Linked DNA regions of Anser cygnoides: regions 1, 2, 4 and 5 are each linked to region 3. The links are chromatin contacts, called in public Hi-C maps. All regions are on one chromosome and are shown on one strand. Each heading gives the region's core, a stretch centred on a gene start, on an enhancer-like site or on the middle of the called end of the contact. The rest is flanking DNA. Distances are from core to core; before and after follow the strand shown. Region 1 overlaps RAD51B (RAD51 paralog B). Region 2 has its middle 15 kb from the start of ZFP36L1. Region 3 overlaps RAD51B (RAD51 paralog B). Region 4 overlaps RAD51B (RAD51 paralog B). Region 5 overlaps RAD51B (RAD51 paralog B).

Region 1 (2,700 bases), core at 54-2,553, 180 kb before region 3:
ACCATCTTAAGAAGGTGTTGCTGGACCACTGCCCTGACCATGTAGAAATTGTCTGCTTCTGTGAAGTGTTTTAGGTATTCAGTCCGTGAATAGTCTCTATTTGCCTGCCATTCTGAAGAGCTGGCTTATAAGGGTCTCTATCTCTCCTGTTTTTATGCTTTTTGAAAGCATTATCTCAATGGTTTGGGTGTAAGCTGCTGCTACCCAGAGCTCATCCTGTGAAGCATTGTGCTCAGTCATTGTGCTTCTCTTTTCTGTTTGTGTCTGTGAGATCCTGATGGCATAAGCAGACCATTGCCGCATTTGTAGCTGGAACGGTGCAAGAAATTACCCCCAGTGCTGTTTGTTATTACCACTAAGTTAGCAAACAAATTGCATAAATACCCTTTGGACTATTCACCAGAAAGTCAGCTGGGTTGGCTTAAAAAGCTAATACATGTGAGTTTGTACTGCAGCAGATGCAGAGCTCTTACATCACCTGATATGTTAAATCTGCTGTAGAGGTGTAATAGCCACTGACAGAGGTTAAACTGCTTTCCTTTTTCCAAAAGACAGGATTTGTCTTTGTCCTAATTTAACACTGACCTATGCTATTTCTAGCTTGTGAATGGAGTGTAGAGTAGCACAGAGAAAGCTGCTTCTACTGACATTCATTTCTGTTGGAGTGCACTCATCATATAAAGGGAAAGGTGTTTTTTTCTGGAGTTGTTGGGCAACTCTTATATAATAAGAAAGGGTAGAAATAATTCCCACATAGGAGTTTACCCTGAGTATTTAAAGCCGCGTTATATTTTCAGTTGTAGACAATATTTTTATGGATTAGTAGAATTTAAAAGGTACAGTTTATTTGTTTTTAGATATCTGGAAGAGGGATTATTGCTTTTGTGGCTGAAGTTAAACTGTGATCTGCCCTAGGGAGAATTTGGGTACAAACCAAAGGTTTCATTGGATTTTGTAAGAGACTGGGATGACCTCAGCCTGTTGCTCAGGACAAGCATTGTTGTGCCAGGTGATGTTAGTGATTAGTGAAATAAAAGGAAAGTGTTTGGGTTTTTAATTTTAATTATTTTTTTTTCCCATCTGCTTTATTCTTTGATACATTTTCGTTTGTGGTTTGTCTTCTCAAATTAGTGATGAGGCTACATGTTACTGTATAGTGTGGTAGCAAGCTTTTTTCCTGTGACATTTTGCTCTGAAGTTCAAAATTGAGATAGAATTGCGTTTAAAGAACTCAAATTATTTTTCGCACTTGTGTGCCTAGCAATGGCTCAGCAATAGAAACAACATATGAATTTTTTTCCCCTTTAGTACCTTTTCATCTCTTTTTTTTTTTCTTGTCTGCTACCCTTTCTGCTGAAAAGTCTGATTCTGGAAGGCATCTGGTGGTGATTAGCTTGCAAAATTTGTTTCACTTGGAAGAAAGGACACAATGGAAAGCACAGTGGTCATTTCTTAGTTGGTAAGAAAAAAAAATCTGTCAGTTTATGATACAAGGAAATTACGATTTGAGGAATTTTGAGCACTCAGTCTTAACTTTGTTAACTTACAAATACGCTTCCTTCAACAAATTCAAGACACTTGGCTTGAATATTTCTGGTAACTGCAGTTTGGACTCTCTTCATGAGACTTGATGCAGACCTCTTCCAAGAAATTTTCTTCATCCTCCCTCTTTAGTTTGTTGTTTAAAAAATGTTCTCCTTTCATATTTTGCTTGCTATATTTTGTACCAGTGTTTGAAAGATACTTGTTTTGTCTTTTTTTGGACTTTTTCCTTACAGCATTATCTCCGGTTCTACCTTCTTGCATTAGATACTCATATCTTTGAAGACTCTGCCCTTGTCACTGTCTATTTTGTGGTCAGGTGATATCTTCCCTGTTTACTTCGACTGCTGTTTTGAGGCTGACAGCTTTTAGATCTGGCATGTGCTATTTTGTCTTGAATCTGAAACTGTTCCCAGACCTTGTACTCAGACTGAGTGTAGTCTTTAAATCCTTGTATCTTTTTCCTTTCTGTGGTTTCCTGAGGGGAAGGTAAAGACCTGACAGCATCTGGGAGATTCTTTCTGAGAAACAGCCTGTTTGTGGTTCTCAAATGGAAAATGAACATCTGTCTAAGACTTACGGCATACGAGGCTTGACCTGGCGCCTTCCCAACATTACAGCTGTGTTGATGTGGCATCTCCAAGAGACCTGAAAGAATCTGGGAAACTAAATAGCTACACAAGGGTTAACCTTAGTCATTTGTGATTGAGGCTTAACCTTAGGGATTAACCTTAGTCATTAATGATGAAGGTCATTAACCTCAGTCAAGCAGGAGGAGCTGGAAAGCATGGTACAATGAAAGAACTGTGACCTAACTGCTGTCATAGAAATGTGGTGGGACACATCACATAACTGGAACACTGGAGCAGAGGGCTACAAGATTTTCAGAAGAGAGGTGCAGGGAAAGAGGAGTGGAGGTGTTGCTCTCTGGTAGGGAACGGATTGATTGTGGAGAGATGCTTGTGAGAAACAGCCATGGACAGGTTGAGAACTTGTGGGTAAATGTTAAGGACCAGAGCAATAAAGGACACCTTGTGGTTGGGGTTTGCTACAGGCCACCTGATCAAGGGGAGCCTTTTGATGAGGCCTTCTTGAGTCAGCTACAAGAAGCATCAAGCTCGCACGCGCTCATCCTGATGGGGGACTTCAACCACCCAG
Region 2 (2,777 bases), core at 238-2,737, 160 kb after region 3:
GTCCTCTGTTGTGGAACTGGCAGAGAGTTAATCATAGTTAAACTATTACTGGGCTTCACCCGCTCTTATCCCTCCACAGTGCAAGGGGCAAGGGGCTTAGTAGGTCAACTGGCACTGGTACTTGACAGCAATTAAAGGGACCCGGCCAAGGCCCAGAATTTGACCTACGCCTTTTTGGTTAGATCTTTTTCCACACTCCATGTCAGTCCTCACAGGACTTTTTTGCACTTCACTGTGTTTTGTGTTAAACGAACAAGGTATAAACCCCGCAAAGCAGAAGGCCCAGCCCAAAGCCAGGGATGCTCAGAGCAGCCTTCATGAGCTCCCTACAATAACGCAAGAACGCACAGCGTGCTCGTGAGGGCAGCCTTAATATAACTGACGGGTACATGGCAGTCGGGTCCTGGCAATGTTGCAAAACACAGTGCCTGAGTTTCAGGAGTTCCAGATGGGGAAGACAGCTGTGCCAGCTGTGAGACTGTGAGAGGCAAATAAAACAACTAGCTGAGAAGGAGTTACAAATTCAGGACAAACGCCCAGGCAGCACCCCGCCTTCTTCTCGTAAGATGCATATAGCCAACACCCCGTTGCAATGGTAATCAGGGCCCTGGATAACATGGGGTTTGTTTGCTGCTAATATTGCCATTGTACCTACCCTAGCCGCAGATCTCTGCTCCAGACCTACGCCACCAAGACTGCAAGTTAGAGCTCTGCTGGCCGAAAGCTTTCTGAATGGGAACAGAGAGCGATCCGCCCTATCTCTACAAGTTCTAGCTCAGCAATGTGTGCTACGCCCATTCATCTGAATGCAGAATTAGCTCTGAAACTAATGATAAGGCTTTAAACGCCATTGCACAGCTAATTTATTTCCCCACTGTCCCAAAGTGCTTCCCAGGTGCTGAAAAGCTTGGCTGCAAAAATCTCCATAGCCTCTGCTGACAACCTCCACAGCGCTGCTCTGCATTGCAACACCTTTCCCATCACCGCAGGCCCGAGTGCTTTGAGCAGCAACGTAGTTAGCCACGGTGAGGGTGGTCGCTCTCCTCGAGGCACAGCTCGGGGAGCCGAGGCCCGGCAAGGCGACGTGCCCGCTCCCCAGGCTTGGATGGGAAGTGTGCACCCAGCTGATGCCTCCCGTTTTCCACGCGTCTGTTCCCTCCTCAGAGTTAATTTAGCAATTTTCTTTGCCTTGATGTCAGTGGCGTTACATAAGTCTAAACTAGGTGTGAGATCACAATACAACACATCGATTATACAAGGAGGCACAAGGTCATAACCACCCTTTGGACAGAGGGAGGACGTGTGTATACACACACATAAACACACCTAGGTGGATATATATATAAACACACACGTGTGCCCACAGCGTTTCCATTTGGAGGTGTGCCATGCATGGCACATGTCTGTTGGGGCAGAAAAACATCGCTGCCTGTGTTTCTGCATCAGAATCTTTTGTTTTTTTCTCTTGGGCTTTGGAGTTACTTCTGTTTTACAAAAATAGCACCACTCAGGGCAGTCTTCCTGATAGGTGGAATAATTTCCCCTTGAGAAGGAACTGGTGGAAATCCCCTCTCTTGAGACATTTTAACTCTGCCAAAAATGTAGAATGGGAGTGACTGCTTTAACTAGCGAGCTGACTTGGATGAGCTAATGGGTTTTTCCATCACTAGTGTCTAGTTCCAGGGATTTCCATGAATTGCTGTCAGGACAGAAGAAGGCAGCAGATTGCAACTGTGGGATCTGCTGTTTCAGCTCCACTGACACGTCATTCCCTCAGGACACCCAGTGACCTGGTTAATCTAGTTCTTTGCTTCTGACTTCTCCTCGTAAATGATTTATCAACTGGCATGGATCCCTGTTTGCTTAAGGAGGCGTGTGACGACCTCTAGCAGACTGGCTGCTCAAAGCCACGGGCTGCGTTTGGCACCCGAATGCTGGTCCCAGCTTGTGACCCTTGGCACGGGGCGCAGAGGGACAGGGCTGCAGCAGAGGCCGGAGGGGAGGGCAGCTGCGGGGGACTGTGGGTGATGTTTACATGGCTGTCTGGAGAGCGCCGTGACTAAGCTGCCGGCTCGACAGCGAGAGCGCCTGCCCAGGACCTGCCTCGGCCCGCTCTGACCCGCGTGGTATGAAGGCGCTGGTGGGCAGAGGGCCGGCTCACTGCTGCGTACGGGCTGCGGGGTGCTGCCCGCGGAAGCGTCAGCGGTACCAGAGCCAGCCTTGAGGTCCGTGTGCTCCATGGAGAAAGTAACGTCACCGTCCTCCGCCTTGACCATTCCCACAGAGAGATCTGCATCGGCGGTGGTGACATCAGTGTCATGTCTGAAGCAGATGTGGCTCTGGAGGTCTTCATCACGCACATATGTAGGTCTCTGCGCATGTCACCACGTGCGAAACGCTGCCGTAAGAAAAAGATGGTGCAGATCTAAACTCACTCGCTCAGAAGCCAGGGAGTGAGGGTGAAGATAATTCCTGCAAGACTTACATCCTACCTTTGTACCAGGGCTAAAGGAGCGCAGAAGGAGATCGGATATCACAAATTGGGCACCCTTCTGAAAAACTGTCTATGGGCAACTCCCTGCCTTCCCTCCAGGCCAGTTATTGCTGCTTCCTGCTCTGATTGTTTCAAATCCGGTTATCTTGAGTTATGCCTGTTCTGGCAAATACGGCGCAGCAGAGGGGAGGTTCTGTTCCAGTCGATGCTGTATGCATGTCACAGATCACAGAGATTAGCATGGGAGGAATCGCTGAGATGAGCTGCTTGAGGCAGATAGTGG
Region 3 (2,842 bases), core at 311-2,810:
AAATCTGCTTGGAAAGGTGGCAGAGGGGAAAAAAGTGGCTGAATGTTGCCTTTGCCTTTGGTTTAATGACAGTTTGGTACTTGCTTAGAGTTGGCCTAAGTAGTGTTTGTTGCCTGGTGCATGCCACCAAGGAGCTCTCCTGCTGGGTGAGGCCTAGCAAGTGCAGACGTTTGACTGGGGCCTCGTAAGGCCATAGTCAGGTTTCACTACTGCTGATCTCACAACTTATGGTCACCAGCAGATGGCCAACTGAAGGCCAACTTCTGCATTAGTTCTGGTGCTCATCTAACCCCACAGGGCATCGACTAAAGGAAGTCAGAAGTCTGTACAGACCTGTACTTTGTGGTTGGTTGACTACATCTACAAATTCTGCTGCACTTGGCATGCTGAGAAGTCCTCTCTCTGGATTTCAGGCAGTCTAATAACATCTACAGGAACTCTCTTCTCTACTCAGTCATCTATTTTCACTCATTTTCTGTGACCTCACAGATGTTTGAGGACCCCTACCTTTTTCAGACTTGGCTGAAAGCAATCAATGGCTGAAAAGGTTATATAGACTGGGATACAGAATGTGATTGCAAAAGTGTTGTCTGTGTAGAAAACCAGACTACAAAAGAACATGATAAACAGCATTAGGGGGAAGGCGACACAGCTGTATTATTTGACTCTGCTGACTGCAAACATGATTTTAGCATTTCTTCTTTCAAGCAGTGCCTTAAAGTCCTACTTGCTTCTATTCAACAGGATGTCACAACTTGAACCTGTTTGTTTTAGTTGAGCTGACAAAAGACTGGACTTATAAATGGAGATCTAACTCTCTTTATCTCAGTTCCAGTGCATGCAGAAGAGCTCATAAGGACCTGTTAAACTGATTCTGGCCATTAGAAATGTGATATATGTCCCTGGTCCTTAGCTGACAGTGCCCCACGGGACATAGGGCATTATTTTTGGATAGCTAGCTAAAGGCATCTTCGTCTTATTTACCACTGTTTTCTCTGGCTTGACTCCATTGATATATAATTGGAGGAACAACGAAGAATTGAGATACTGAGCCTGATTTTTCTGACAGACAGACTACCTACAGAACTTTGTGCTGTTGTTGGTTGTTTGGTAATAACATCTGGGACCCCTGTTCAGTATCCAGAGCCCCACAATGTAAGGCGCTGCTTACACGCAAAGAATAAAAAGATGTCCCATGCCCTTTCTGACTTCACATGTGGTTTATGGTTCGTCCAGCAACTCAGTATGTCAAACAACACCAAAACTCATGGCCAACAAAATCATAAACCATTTGAAAACAAACTCAGCTTAAAGAGACCACATGAATCACCGTGTAAATGTTGTTCAGTTGTACACTGGAAACACTCCTGACTTCTGATTGGCATGTTGATGAATTCCTACAACCGACATCATGTGACAAAAGGGCTAACCCAATATCCAGTGTTTCCTAAGTGGTCATAAATGGGATCACACTTCTTTATGAGCTCTCAGAAAGGGAAAATAGATTTTAAATTGCAGTATTGGCAAATAGAAAGGGCAGAAGGGGAAAACCAAGAACATCTCTAGTTACAATAAGTGCCCAAAACCATAGAATGAATACCAGTGCTTTATGAAAGAGTGCTGCAAACAATTTGAGCAGTCCATTTTTCTTACAGAATTTTCTAGCCATAAGCCATTCACTGTAGTTGAACAGTGACCACCAGTCCTTGCCAGCCAAAGAGAAAAAGGGGGAAAAAAACCTTTGTGCTTAAGTTGTTGTGGTCCTTTCCGGGCTTGCAGGAGTTTTGCAAATCAGTGTTCACAATCATTCAGTCATTCATTCTGTATTCAGCAGTGTCCTTGACCATACCCCCTGCCAGTAACAGGACCTTTAAGTCCAAGAGAGGAGAGAAACAACTTTTTTTTTTTTAACCAACTAGCAGAGGATGTGCTGAGCCAAAATAGAAATAGCAAGGTCAGGTCAGGGCAAGGCCCTGCATTTCATTAGCCAGGCCTGGCTAGGAGTGATTAAATATGTACAAGAGGCTTTGAATAGATCCAGGGAGGGAGGATGATATTGTGGAATACAGAAAAATCATTCTTTGGTGCTGTCAACTGACTAAATACAGGATGGTACTTAATTAGAGAGATAAAAGGAATTTATTTTAATTATTTTAATTTTGTAGAAGAGAGAGATTTTATTTTATTTTTCTGCTGAGTGTTTTGTAAGAGAGGGAGAAGAGGATCTGGTCAAAAAGCCTGGCTTAACAGAATCCAGACAGCCTCGAGGTACATGTTGACCTAGCCTGCAGTTCTCATGAATGCAACTTGATCGAGACCCAGTAAAAAGAACAAAATTACACTGGCAATGGAATCAAGGCCCTGTTAAATTTTGGAGGTGCTCCGGGTAGAAACCGATGACCTTCTGAGCACATTGGACTGCCTGTTTCATTAGACATGTTAGAAAGAATTTGAAAAGAATGGAGCTTTGAAGCAGAATAAAGTACTGTGTCAAGTGGTGCTTTGGCTGCCCAGCTTGAATTTGCTATTGGGATTGCCTGACTTAACTGACATTTTATAGCTGTATTGTAATTCTTGTATGACAATTGCATTGTTGCATAGGCACCTAGGCACTGAATGCACACTGTTTGCAGTCCTTTTCCATAGAAACTAGCTGCCCAGCTGGTAGAAATGACAATGCATTTACGTTTGTCCAGAGCACTAACAATAATGTCTTTGCAGAACTTCCAAGGGCTCTTTTCTTAAACCAGGTGTAGGAATTTGGATCTCAACTTTATACCTCTTCTGGGAGATGATTCCTCCAATGGCACGGCACTCCTTACTCTTGTGTTGGAAGGTCGGC
Region 4 (2,700 bases), core at 124-2,623, 140 kb before region 3:
TGAAACAGCTTGCGAGGGAGGTGGGAGCCAATAAAGTAGGGCAGGATTTGTGGTTCTAGATCCTCCGCACTAGTCAAAACCACTTCATAATTTGAGGTGATGATAACTGCCAGGAGTTCTTACGTTATAAATTCAGCCTTCCTTAAAGTCTCTAAGGAAACTCTTTCATCAGGGTCAGCTGTTAAAGAGGAGGATAAAGGCCCAGTTTAACTATAATCACTACCACTGGTTGCTTACTGTTTGTTTTTTGTTTTTCTCCCCCCCCCCCCCCCCCCCCCCCCCCGGTAGACTGGACTGGCCACATTGACCAGTGTTATGGATGAAGAGTTGTGTGCTCTAAGACACCCATTGATACTTCCAATCTGCTTTTAAGCCCCATTTTCTCCACCTTTTGAGAGCTGTAAAGAGGGAGACTGCGAAGTGTGTAGGAGTCTGTATTTTGAATCTGTTTAAGATGATGATCCCTGGCAATTTCAAATGCAATTGTAAAGAGATTTGCTGAATAAACAGCACAACTGTAATTCAGTTTAGCCAATGTGAAGCACACAAGGAAGAAGCAAAGAAAGGGGGGGCAAGGAAGAGGCTTTGTTTTCCTAAGTTTAAATCAGGAGTCTAATCTTATCAGTGACTGTTTACTTCGCTCAGCCAAAACACAATAAACTATAATCGTTCAGATCGCTGGTTATTGCCAGGTGATGGGGACACAGAAATTGCTATCACCTAGTTGCCCTTTCATATTCATGTGATGTGAGTTGGAGATCTTGGACCTTACTAGCTTGGTGAAAGTTGCAAGCGCCGTCATTTACTCAGCACTTGAAGACATGATGTTTACGGACAATGAACTCAGCCAGAGGTAGTTTGGCAGCCCTGTGATAAGGGAGCATGGAAAAGATTATTTTGCCCTGTCCCTTCAATAATTAATCTCTGTACTGAAGCTCTCATTGTTTAAGGCCATAGCAATAGCAGCATTTGGAAACAATACATTTTGTTTAAAACTGGACAGAGTGCCATGGATAAGGTGTGCGTGTAAGTATGTAAATGTTTTCAACATTCAAATGCATATTGCAAAATAGATAAATACACAACAGATAAAATGAAGGGGGATTGTAAGTAAGAACTCTCACTACTGCAAACATATTACTGTAGCAAAGGAGACCTTTCTTTTTTAATTAAGGGACAGCAAATACTTTCCAGCTGTATTTACTTGTGCCTGTGTTTTGCTTTGTTTCACCCACGTTTTCCCAGTAGAGTGAGTAGCTGAATGTCAGCCCTCAAAACGGTTGACTTTGTTCACCTCTTTCTTTTCCCTTTAAATAACACAATGCTCCATAGCACCGTTGCTGTTTAAGATACAGAAACTAACTCTAAAATCTACCAGCTTTTCAGTGCCAGGCTTCTTTTAAAGCATTAATGCTTTAAAATTAGTATCCTACTGCTATATGATTTGCACGGATGAGCAACTAGAACGGCAACTAGCATCCTTGCTTTCTGTAATTGTCCAAAGCTGTGCCTTACTTCACCTGAACCTCCAGAAGGTGTGGGAGTGAGGTAGCAGCAGCTTCCTTTGTTTTATTTCTGCTAAGCTAGGCAGTGGAGGCTGGTGCAAGGCACCTCTTTATTGCAAGAAAAGTCTTTCTCATTCACTGCAATTGCATGCTGGTTTCCTCCATACCAGGTCAGTATCAGCAGTGTTATGCAGGTAGATGTGGGTTGGCTTTGCTTCCACTTTGAACCTGAGCAGAGGCACTGTGTGGTAGCTTGGTCCTGGCATTGCGCTGATGCAGTTTCCCTTCTGCTTGGACCACAGCGAGGTTGTTTGCCTGCCAAAGGTCATAAAGCTGTACCCGTAGGTCTCTCAAGCTGAATATAGTATCAAAGACCAATAGTCATTCTGTCTGTCTGTCTACTGCTATCATCGCAACATTGAGAGAGAAATAACAAGCATCCTAGTACTGTTGGCCTGTGGAAAGCCCCAACTTTCCAAACGCAACCTTTGCTTCACAGAGCTTTTACTTAGAGCAGTTTTCTCACAGCTTTTAAACCTCTTCATGTTGATTAATCATTTTCGTGTCCTGACTCATTCAATCTTAAGGAAATAGCTTCAGGTTCTGGCTGCGTTGCGCTGTAGATCAGGCAGGCTGGATAATAAATAGGCTTGTTGTTGATGTGTAGAGGGGTGGAAGCACTGCCAGGAGTGTCTAAGCATGCCGTGCTGAGATGTTGGCAGACTGTTGCCAGGGGCTGCTGTGGATCAGCCATGTATTCAAAACAGGATGTTAATTGAAAAGCCTTTTTATATGTATTATGAAATGTTTGTTTGTTTTCACATTTTTCAGGCCCTGCAAGATGTATTCATTATTAGGTTACTCCATTTACTCTTACTTTAATGACTCCACTTAAAGAAAGGTGCATAATGCGCAAGTTACATAGCTACATCACCTCAGGCTGTGATTTTTGTCACAATTCAGGAGTTAAGTAAGGTTGAGGCTGGTCAGTAAATGGATAGGCAACCCCACTAATCCAACGGTTGTGTGTGTGGGTAACACCACATGTTTCGGGAGCAGTTGTTGGCAGTTTGGTTATAGGCGTGCTTCCCTCTGAGTCAGTGTCTCCCAGGGTAAAAGATTACTGCTGGAAAGGGCACGTGATATCAATGAGATGCAAAACCAGGATTTCAACATCTTATACTCTCTAAAGCAC
Region 5 (2,818 bases), core at 26-2,525, 250 kb before region 3:
ATATTTTCTAGTAGCCAGACACTGAACTAGAAGTCATTTGGATTATTTTCTTAGCTGTGTTGCCTGGTACCTCCCCTGGCCCAAGTTTAACTTGCAAAGGAAAAAGAAGCTTTAATGAAAAGGTCTGTGGATGAAGGATTCTATTTGTGGCAAATATTGTTTGCTCACTAACTGAAGTAAGTACAATATTCTTATTCTAACTTCCAATGAACCATCCTATAACAGCTTTGTGTATTTTATTTTGCACAAAGGTGGTGGGCTGTGTGTTTGCACAGTGTCTCTTTGAATTCGCTTTTGACTATGACTGTTTGCTATTGCTTATGGAAAAAGATACAATAACAAATATAGGTGCAATAATGGAGAAGTTTATTGCTGCATGTTATAAGCAAAATTCCCTACTTTAGGCTTTTGCAAATTTCCTACTTTAGGCTTTTGCATAGCTGGTTTTGTTTTAAAAGAACTTCAATATTCACTTTGAGACTAAATATACTAAAACTTCAGCTATTCACTTCTGTTAGGCAGAATGCTTTGATAGCTGAAATGTGCTCTGATATTTGTGATTTTTTTTTGGTTATACGAACCTTTTGAAATTTCTATTGACACAACTGGGAATTGGCTGTACTAGATCTTTTTCTGGCAGTTGGCGAAGCCTTTCTCCCAGAGCAACAACCGCAAGGTGGTGCCTTTTCATCACCTGAAAGGGGAAAGAACTCTGTTTCACAAAATTCATGTTGGCTTTTGGCCTGTTGCTTGGCAGAAATGGGGAGCTCGGATACTGAAGTGACAATGTTGATTGTTTTCTCCCTGGATACATGAACACTATTGTTCTCCATTCTTTCCAGCCCTTATGATTGGAAACCGTTAGATTGTAATGCTCAAAAGTTCAGAACTCTAAGTGAAAGATAATTTCCTATAAATCAAACTTGAGTCATGTTGGCAAAATCATGAAAAGATTGGCTGGAGAGTACTCAAGTTGTGCAGGCCAGGGAGGATGGATACTGCCAGAGCATCCTGTGAAACCAGACCTAGATCTGCAACTGCTTTTACCTATTAGGCTTAGGCCAGTTTGGTGGGACTATGCAAGAGCCTGGAAATGGAAGAAAGGGAAGTGCTTTAGGCAAGTGGTGTGCAGTTTGGGGGAATGCTGGTAAGGGGGAACTGGCGTGGCGTTGATGATTCTTTTTAGTTGCATCACAGCTCACCTTTGCATGCTCAGCTCAGTTAAAGATGAGACAGTTGGAAACTGGTCTGAAATTTTACTCTATTGCTGAATAAGACCTGAGAACAGAAGTATATAAAGAAATAGTTTTTCACATGACCTATATGTAATTCCCAGCTGTGAGCCCTCTGGCAGTGAGCGTGAAATCCAAAACACAGCTGATAGGGGAAAGGGTTGTTGTCAGCTCACACTGAACACTTGAATATTCATAGTGTGGTGCTTTTACAAACAGACATTGAAGTACATCAGGGCAATTTGCTCTTGAGGTCTGTGCAGAACCTCTTCCTAGCAGTGTACGTTTTCACATACAGTGACAATCAGTGTTGAAGGAGAACCAGGTGCGTGCCATACTGTACTAGTTTTCCTCCAAAATAGCAATTCCTCGACCCCTTTCATACCTCTTTGCCAAATTTCCTGCTGTAAATTGGTTTTATGTTTGCCTGTGTGTACCCTGTGACCCCTTCAGAACATTTGTGGTATTTTAAACCCTGCATTGTGTGCATGAAACAGTGTTTAGTTTGGATATGAAGTTTGATTTAATCACACATGCTGGTTGTGGTGTTTATTTTGGAACCAATAAGTGGGAGGCACCATTTTATGTTTTATTAGTCTGGATGAATTCTCCTTGTTACTTGATAACCACGTCTAAGCTTGAACTAAAAATTCATGTTCAAAGGAATGCTGAAACATGGATGGCATTTGAATACAGACTCTTGTCCACTCTGGGTTTGGATTCTGCTGGAAAACACTTTGGGTGTTTGTGGTTCGCTGTAGTGATAGTGATGGAGTGGCTGTTCTGATTTTAGAGGATTGTGCGTTATTCCTCCCTATATGCCAGCGGAGCTGGAGAGGGAGCCGTTTTGGAAAGAGCAATGCTCACATTAGAGGAGAGGCCTTTTCCGTTTGTTTTGTGCATTGTTGCAGGCGAGCGGAGCTGTGTTTGCAGAGCGAGGTTATAGATCTGTGGCCCCAGCCTTGTTTCGTTTGCTTCCCACATGGCTGCATTTACAGCAGAGTGAGTATTAGAAACTGATTTGCTGCCTTCCCTCCCACCCCCCCCAACATGCCAGCAAAACTGCTCCCATGGTCTGCAGTTAATAATGCATGTGGTAGTAATTCTGGCCCCAAAATCTTACCTTTTGATGAGTGTTGAGGGGCTGGAGAAAAAAAAAAAGGTGGTGAATTTCCATGAGTCCTGTTTAATAGAATGTGATGGAAAAAGAGATTAACAGAGCCAAAAGGAATCCACCAGCAAACTTTACAGCATTGCAAGGACACCTGTCTCTTCATTTTTTTGAACATTGAAGCAAAGTAATTTCGATGCATAGCTCTGTATGTCATGAAATGGCAGATATTATGAGATCTAAAGATGTGTGTTATGCATCTAGCTCCCAGCTGTATTTTTCCTGTAATATTCTACTTGTGTTCTTCAATAAGAGACTTTCATTCAAGGGAACTGTTGGAACTCTATCCTATTAAAGCAATGCAATTAAAAGGCAAGATTTGCTAATCCAGGAATTGTTGAGATATACCGTATGCTTTTGATTCCAAATAGCAGAATGCAATGTTATTTCCACTGCAGTTATCTGGTGGCTATAG

The links. Hi-C and Micro-C count contacts between places; a contact is called where the count stands out from the background.
Region 1: a contact with region 3 is called in a Hi-C map of liver, with 3 times the contacts expected there. The contact joins two enhancer-like sites. A contact is called at or near these places in 2 of 7 Hi-C or Micro-C datasets (both in liver).
Region 2: a contact with region 3 is called in a Hi-C map of liver, with 2.7 times the contacts expected there. The contact joins two enhancer-like sites. A contact is called at or near these places in 3 of 7 Hi-C or Micro-C datasets (all in liver).
Region 4: a Hi-C map of liver shows a contact between it and region 3, with 2.6 times the contacts expected there. The contact joins two enhancer-like sites. A contact is called at or near these places in 4 of 7 Hi-C or Micro-C datasets (granulosa cells and liver).
Region 5: a Hi-C map of liver shows a contact between it and region 3, with 4 times the contacts expected there. The contact joins two enhancer-like sites. A contact is called at or near these places in 2 of 7 Hi-C or Micro-C datasets (both in liver).

Annotation. Positions count from the first base shown.
Region 1 is chr5:28,967,673-28,970,372 of Taihu_goose_T2T_genome, forward strand. The region is part of intron 7 of RAD51B (RAD51 paralog B); the gene reads left to right. Among named protein-coding and RNA genes, the nearest start is that of RAD51B, 100 kb to the left of the region's middle. Within about 2 kb of position 1,304, at least 2 of the 3 cell types and tissues checked have open chromatin away from gene starts, as enhancers often do. A contact at or near this core is called in liver, where this site is marked.
Region 2 is chr5:29,312,489-29,315,265 of Taihu_goose_T2T_genome, forward strand. No RefSeq gene overlaps it. Among named protein-coding and RNA genes, the nearest start is that of ZFP36L1, 15 kb to the left of the region's middle. Within about 2 kb of position 1,488, at least 3 of the 3 cell types and tissues checked have open chromatin away from gene starts, as enhancers often do. A contact at or near this core is called in liver, where this site is marked.
Region 3 is chr5:29,148,296-29,151,137 of Taihu_goose_T2T_genome, forward strand. The region is part of intron 10 of RAD51B (RAD51 paralog B); the gene reads left to right. Among named protein-coding and RNA genes, the nearest start is that of ZFP36L1, 150 kb to the right of the region's middle. Within about 2 kb of position 1,561, at least 1 of the 3 cell types and tissues checked has open chromatin away from gene starts, as enhancers often do. A contact at or near this core is called in liver, where this site is marked.
Region 4 is chr5:29,010,953-29,013,652 of Taihu_goose_T2T_genome, forward strand. All of the region lies in intron 7 of RAD51B (RAD51 paralog B), which reads left to right. Among named protein-coding and RNA genes, the nearest start is that of RAD51B, 150 kb to the left of the region's middle. Within about 2 kb of position 1,374, at least 1 of the 3 cell types and tissues checked has open chromatin away from gene starts, as enhancers often do. A contact at or near this core is called in liver, where this site is marked.
Region 5 is chr5:28,896,941-28,899,758 of Taihu_goose_T2T_genome, forward strand. All of the region lies in intron 7 of RAD51B (RAD51 paralog B), which reads left to right. Among named protein-coding and RNA genes, the nearest start is that of RAD51B, 33 kb to the left of the region's middle. Within about 2 kb of position 1,276, at least 2 of the 3 cell types and tissues checked have open chromatin away from gene starts, as enhancers often do. A contact at or near this core is called in liver, where this site is marked.